2 separate regions of the Rattus norvegicus genome follow, and region 2 is linked to region 1. A link is a contact called in public Hi-C data. All regions are on one chromosome and are shown on one strand. Each heading gives the region's core, a stretch centred on a gene start, on an enhancer-like site or on the middle of the called end of the contact. The rest is flanking DNA. Distances are from core to core; before and after follow the strand shown. Region 1 has its middle 60 kb from the start of Pced1bl1. Region 2 has its middle 57 kb from the start of Spag16.

What was found. A called contact is a pair of places that touch in the nucleus more often than the background predicts.
Region 2: a Hi-C map of the A7r5 cell line shows a contact between it and region 1, with 3 times the contacts expected there. The contact joins two enhancer-like sites. A contact is called at or near these places in 1 of 12 Hi-C or Micro-C datasets (the A7r5 cell line) and 1 of 1 datasets of contacts at active chromatin or transcription factors (oligodendrocytes).

What each region holds. Positions count from the first base shown.
Region 1 is chr9:78,247,961-78,250,712 of GRCr8, reverse strand. No RefSeq gene overlaps it. Among named protein-coding and RNA genes, the nearest start is that of Pced1bl1, 60 kb to the left of the region's middle. Within about 2 kb of position 1,437, at least 2 of the 93 cell types and tissues checked have an H3K27ac peak or open chromatin away from gene starts, as enhancers often do. A contact at or near this core is called in the A7r5 cell line, where this site is marked.
Region 2 is chr9:78,723,861-78,726,634 of GRCr8, reverse strand. No RefSeq gene overlaps it. Among named protein-coding and RNA genes, the nearest start is that of Spag16, 57 kb to the left of the region's middle. Within about 2 kb of position 1,509, at least 1 of the 93 cell types and tissues checked has an H3K27ac peak or open chromatin away from gene starts, as enhancers often do. A contact at or near this core is called in the A7r5 cell line, where this site is marked.

The DNA of each region.
Region 1 (2,752 bases), core at 188-2,687:
GGAGATAGTGTTGAAGAAGGGACTTGGAGAAAGCAGAGCGTGGTAACACGGCTGCGAAAGTCACAGGGGAAGGGCAGAAGGTGCGGTCGCTGCTACAGCCCTTGCTCAGCAGAACCCCAGGACAATCCTGAGGCCATGGAGTCTTAGTGGAGCATTGAAAGGAGGGGGAGTTTGCAGGAAACCGGAATTCGACGACAGCTTAGTTACGTATAACAGGGCCACAGAAGGATGAAGAGGACAGATACGATTGGAGTCGAAGGCATCAGAATGGAAGCAGACTTCAGACTTTCCAACTTGCTACGGAAGACCTGAGATTCCGTGTACTGAGTCCAGAGCATGGTAGCCCGCTTCCTCGTTGTTGCTTCCTAGACGCGCTGCTGGTGATGGAGCTCTGCCACTCCATCAGCCTGAGAGGCAATCCCAATCTAACGGATTAAACTTCGCACCTGAGACGTAGTTCCTTCTTGTTTCTCTCACTGGCTCACTGAAATAATAGGTTTTACTAAGAATTAGAGTTCGTTTCACTTCAACACAGACATTAACATTGTTTAAGGCATTTGACTCTCGTGCATCCATTGAACTTTGTGTGAAATAGTACAGTGTCACAAATATCGGCTCCATTGGAGTCATCAGACAGGAGAACTTTCTGTCATTTGGTCTATCTATTTATTTTATTACTGTTTCCTGTGTTTGGCTTAGTAGATATTTGCATTCATAGAAATGCACTTATTTGTAACAGATATATGTATATAGATATACACACACGTATATGTGTGTGTCTTTGCACAGATATTTATGTCTATATATATGCCTTTGCCTATAATTTTGTGTGATACCATGTAATATCAGAGCCACTATTTATTACCTCTTTGGACAATATTTCCCAGATATATAATTCAAGGCCCCCCCAGGAGACATCTGATGGGGTTCTACTCAAATTATAAAGATGAAGGGATAATAGGTTCAATGTTCTAAAGACCTAGTAGGAACCAAACTTCAGCCCCAGATCAGCAAGATGCACATGCAGAATGTATTTGATAGCAAGAGAATTTATGGCTAAAAAAATGACACCAGGTTCAGAAATCTTTACTCCCCACATCGCCTGTTAACTTGTTGAACATTTCTCCAGAGATTCCCTGTAAAGAGAGTTATCTTATTTCAGTGAACACATGGATATTTTCATCGGTGGCTTCACGTTTTGGGAAGGACTGTACAATGCCGATCTGCAGTTTATTCATTCTCTTTGTTAGTCTGTTGTTTCCTGAGAAATGAAAGCTTGTGTAAAGCTGTTAAACCACATTTAACGAAACACCCAACCCTTCAGCTCTTTACAAGCTTTTGTAAAACTAGTGATCTGGGTGAAAAAGTCCTGGCTGGGAGTAGAGTATCGCGAACAGATGAGCTCACCTCTGGTATGCAAAGCTGCCGAATTAGCTGGTTAAACAGGCTGCTGAGATAATTACATTGTCTGTTTTGTGACACATTACACCGGTGCACTTGGGATTAACCTGTTCTCTTGTGTCTATTCTGATCAGGTTTTTAGACAGCCTTTTATCTGATGAAGGCTCAGAGACATCAAAAGAGAAAGGGGCGTGGGTGAAAAAGAAAAGCCCACATCAAGCTGTAGAGTTAAAATTTCTATTTAAATTTCTGCACCTATATCCCGTATTTCCATAACTTCGCTTGCTCTCTAGAGACCTCTGCTGGAAACTATGGATACGAATAAAATCACACTTGAAGAATTCATTGTTTGCATTTTACTGTAGCCATTATAGCATAAGCCCCATAACTAATTTTAAGAATGAAATTTCGATGTCATGTCATAAGCATAACACATGAACTGCCGAGATGTGTTCAGGCAGAAGTGCTGTGCTCTAAAAATTTCTGGAGGCTTTTTTGCAAGGTAACATGGAGCTGGTGGTCGATTAGTGACCCATACCATAAGATGCTACTCTATGCTTAGCAATGATAAATTTTGGCTTGTTATTTTTATATTTTTGTTAATGTTGTCAAAGTTTAAGTAGAATTATTTATTTTGAGATTAAATGAGGTAGACATAAACACCAAGGACGATAATAGCAATAACCATACACAAATAATTATGAAACCTGTCCTGAAAGATTTTTATGAGCCCTTTTTATGGACATAATTATGCTTACAAGGAAAATTATTTAGACCTTCTGATTATGTGGGAATGTAGTAAACATAAGATTTCATCGCAGTGATAATTTAGATAAAGAACAATTAAGAGAATAAATAGAAGTCCTACCCATTAACAACCCCTGGCAACTCAAATTGAATTTTACCAACTATTGAGCTTCTGGCTATATGAAGATGCAATTTAAAGCAGGTATAATAGATTTTAACAACTAAACAGTGTTTGTTACACTGTACAAACTAAGATATTAGTTAAATGGGGCAAGAAATGTCCCTTCGTGTTAATGAACACCAAATTTAACTCCTACTGTTCTTCCTCCCCCACTTCCCCATCCCCACCCCCAGGAACAGCTGTACTTGACTTGTTAAATCAGCATTCAGATGGGTTTCCTAGGGGGAAAAATATTTTTGGAATAAAGCTTAACTTGGCCAGATCTGTCTCTTTTCCATGTTTTCGATTTGTTTTGAAGGATTTGAAAATATTGGCATCTTTCTTCCCCTTGGAGAGTCCATATTGTACTGTCAGATACGAGAGGCTCTGCCAACCTCACTTAGAGAGTCTGCATCAGTGTTTCAGAACACGCTAACACGGGAT
Region 2 (2,774 bases), core at 260-2,759, 480 kb before region 1:
GATCGTCTCACAGACTAAAAACTTACCCTTACAGGACAGCACACAAACCCCTTCACTTGGACTAAACTCATCACAGGATCGGCATGAGTTGCCTGCGTCTCCATTTTACAGATTGGAAAACTGGCAACTGACCTGGGATATCCTTTCGATATATGCTTGCTGTGTTACCCACTTTAGGTACTGACCCCAGGAAATGAAGCCGCATAAACCACAAAGCAGCGGCCAAGCATTTTCTCCCGATCCTCTTTGTCAGTTACGTGACGATATTAACAGCATAAGAAAAGGTGATTTGTTTTTTCTGACTAGAAAAGGTGCGGGTATCCAGGTGTCACACAGGAGCACTCCTGGCATCCAGCTGCCCCACCTCTTGCTTGCTGCCTGAGGAGGCTAGCTACTTGGATGTCCTAGGAGTCATAAATCTTTTTATCATTCCAGACCAGGCCTTTCCTCCTCAGGAATCTCTAAAGTCAGCTATTTCTTTGATTTTCCCCTAATGTCCCTAACCTTGGGCAAAAGCATTACTCAGGAATGCAGGGCTATTAATAATAAAAATTTATTTTGAGTGTGTCCTTTCAGGACCCTGTCCTAAGCCTACTCGGGTTATAGAAGAGGTGAGCTACGAGCTCTGCCTCTTTCTTCTCTCATTTCTGTTTGCATTTCTGCTCCATGACATCATCTGCCGTGGGAATGCTTCTGTTCTGCACGACAGTGGAAAGGCCAAGCGTCTCGTGGTTTTTGTTTCCTACCAGTTATTTTTTTCTACTACTAAGAACAAATTCTCAGTCATGGCCTATGAGAATCCACTTAGATGCCAACTTCTTTAGACTAAAACTAACACTCCCATTTCCAAAAAACAAAAACGCAGACAGGAGACCTAATCCACTTACTGATCTATAACTGGCTCCCAACCCGTCAGTAACTTGCACCCTGAATTAAAACGAGTTTAAGACTTTCGGCTCCAGGAAACAACCCGGAAAAGGTTGGTCTTGAAACTGAGACAAAGCAGCCACCAAGACGAATAAAGCAGACTTACTCAGATTCCCCGGGTGGAAAAGCCCTGGCTTACAGAAGATGATCCCAGAGAAAGTGAGAACAGCACTTCCGAGTTTGGGGTTTGATAGATGCTGAGGTAGAAAGAGGGATGCTCCATACTGGAGCGAGGAGAGACCAGCCCTACTACCGGGCGGCACAGGGCAGTCTTGCAAGGAACACCACCACACAGAAGGATGCACGTAAACAGGTGGGCGGGGAAGCGTGACTGCGTGAAAACTGTCATATTCTATCTCATCAGGATTTGGATATGAGTGCTGGCAGAACCGGTGGTCTGGGAAACTTCTGCAGCCTGCAGAGTGGTTGAAGTCCAAGGGAAGCATTTAACTAAATCTCCAGGTTGCAATGACCAGACAGTGATGCAGGGAAGTCACCCTTTCCGAAGAGCAAGCAGTAAGGTATGCAGCCAAGCAGTGTGTGACAGAGAGGGATGGGTGCATGAGACCAGCCAGTTGGAATTCGTAGCCCAGCTTGAAAGTCTGGACAAAGTTCACACGCCTAAATCAGCCGTATTCACAGTGTTTGTGGAGTCCTAGCCCAGGGGCCAGACTTGTGGCCTGAAGGCAGCTTCCAGATCTGCTGTGGCAGGTCCTTCTACAGTACCTGTGGTCCCAGAGCTTGGGAGATCAGTTTCTGTTCGCACAATGAGATTGATGCCACCAGCTGCCACAAAGAAGAAATCTCACTTAAATCTTACAAGTTCAAAAGAAATTTTTATTACCATAGACTTAATCCTGAGGACATTCTGATTAAACAGGGCTGATGGGAACAATTTTCCAGTCTCGCCTTGAAGATACTTGGCTTCTTTAAACTCCCTGATGTACAGACCAGGTCCCCAGAAATACATACCCCCTCGGGTTGTATATGATAATAGAAAAAACACTGTATAATAAGCTTTTTGTATCAGAAAGTCGTTGAAGGGTCTCCACGGGGAACTGTCTGACGTGGGAACTCTTGGAGGACAGGGGGGTAGTGCAGTTGCACCAAGGGCAACCACATTTGTTTTGGGGAATTCTAACGCACCTGGCTTAGCTCAAAGGCTTCTCTCTGCTCTGTTCTCAGGACCTTCTCAGATGAGCTGATATTGACAGAATACACACTCAATTTATAAGGACCTGGAGCCCTGTGGTATTCTGCCCTGCAAAGGGATGGCACTTTGACCTCTCCTGTGTGGGAGCACAAGGCAGAGGGAGAGGAAATAAGCCAGTTCTTGTTCTGCACATTAGTAATACCCTTGGATTCATTAAACGGCATGGTTTTAAGGCCTGGAGCATAAGCCTTCCCTCCTATGCTCTCTGTACTCTTCATCTGGAAATAAAAAGCACTCGTGGTATCTCTTCATTAAAGTTCAGTAGTGATTTCTGCATTTGTATACAAATCAAAAGTTGAAAATAATTACCTATTTTAAAATGCAAATCAAGTAAAATGTTTAATCTGCTCAAATTCTGAAAACTTTGCCCTCTCAAAATAAATTCTAATATGTGTTATCTTCAAGCACATTATCTCTGGGCTTCATAAGCTAAAGGAGGCATTGAAGAATTGTATTAAGCACTGTGGTTCAGTTTGTGTGAGGCAAGACATTTTGAATCCTGATGAGCAGGGACCCTGGACTACAGAGTGGGAAACCCTGTCTCAACCAAAAGTAAAAAAAAAAATTAGAATTAAGTTTATTCAGAGTCATTCATTGACATAAAAAATAACCATTACTTTTGTCTGTGATAAAA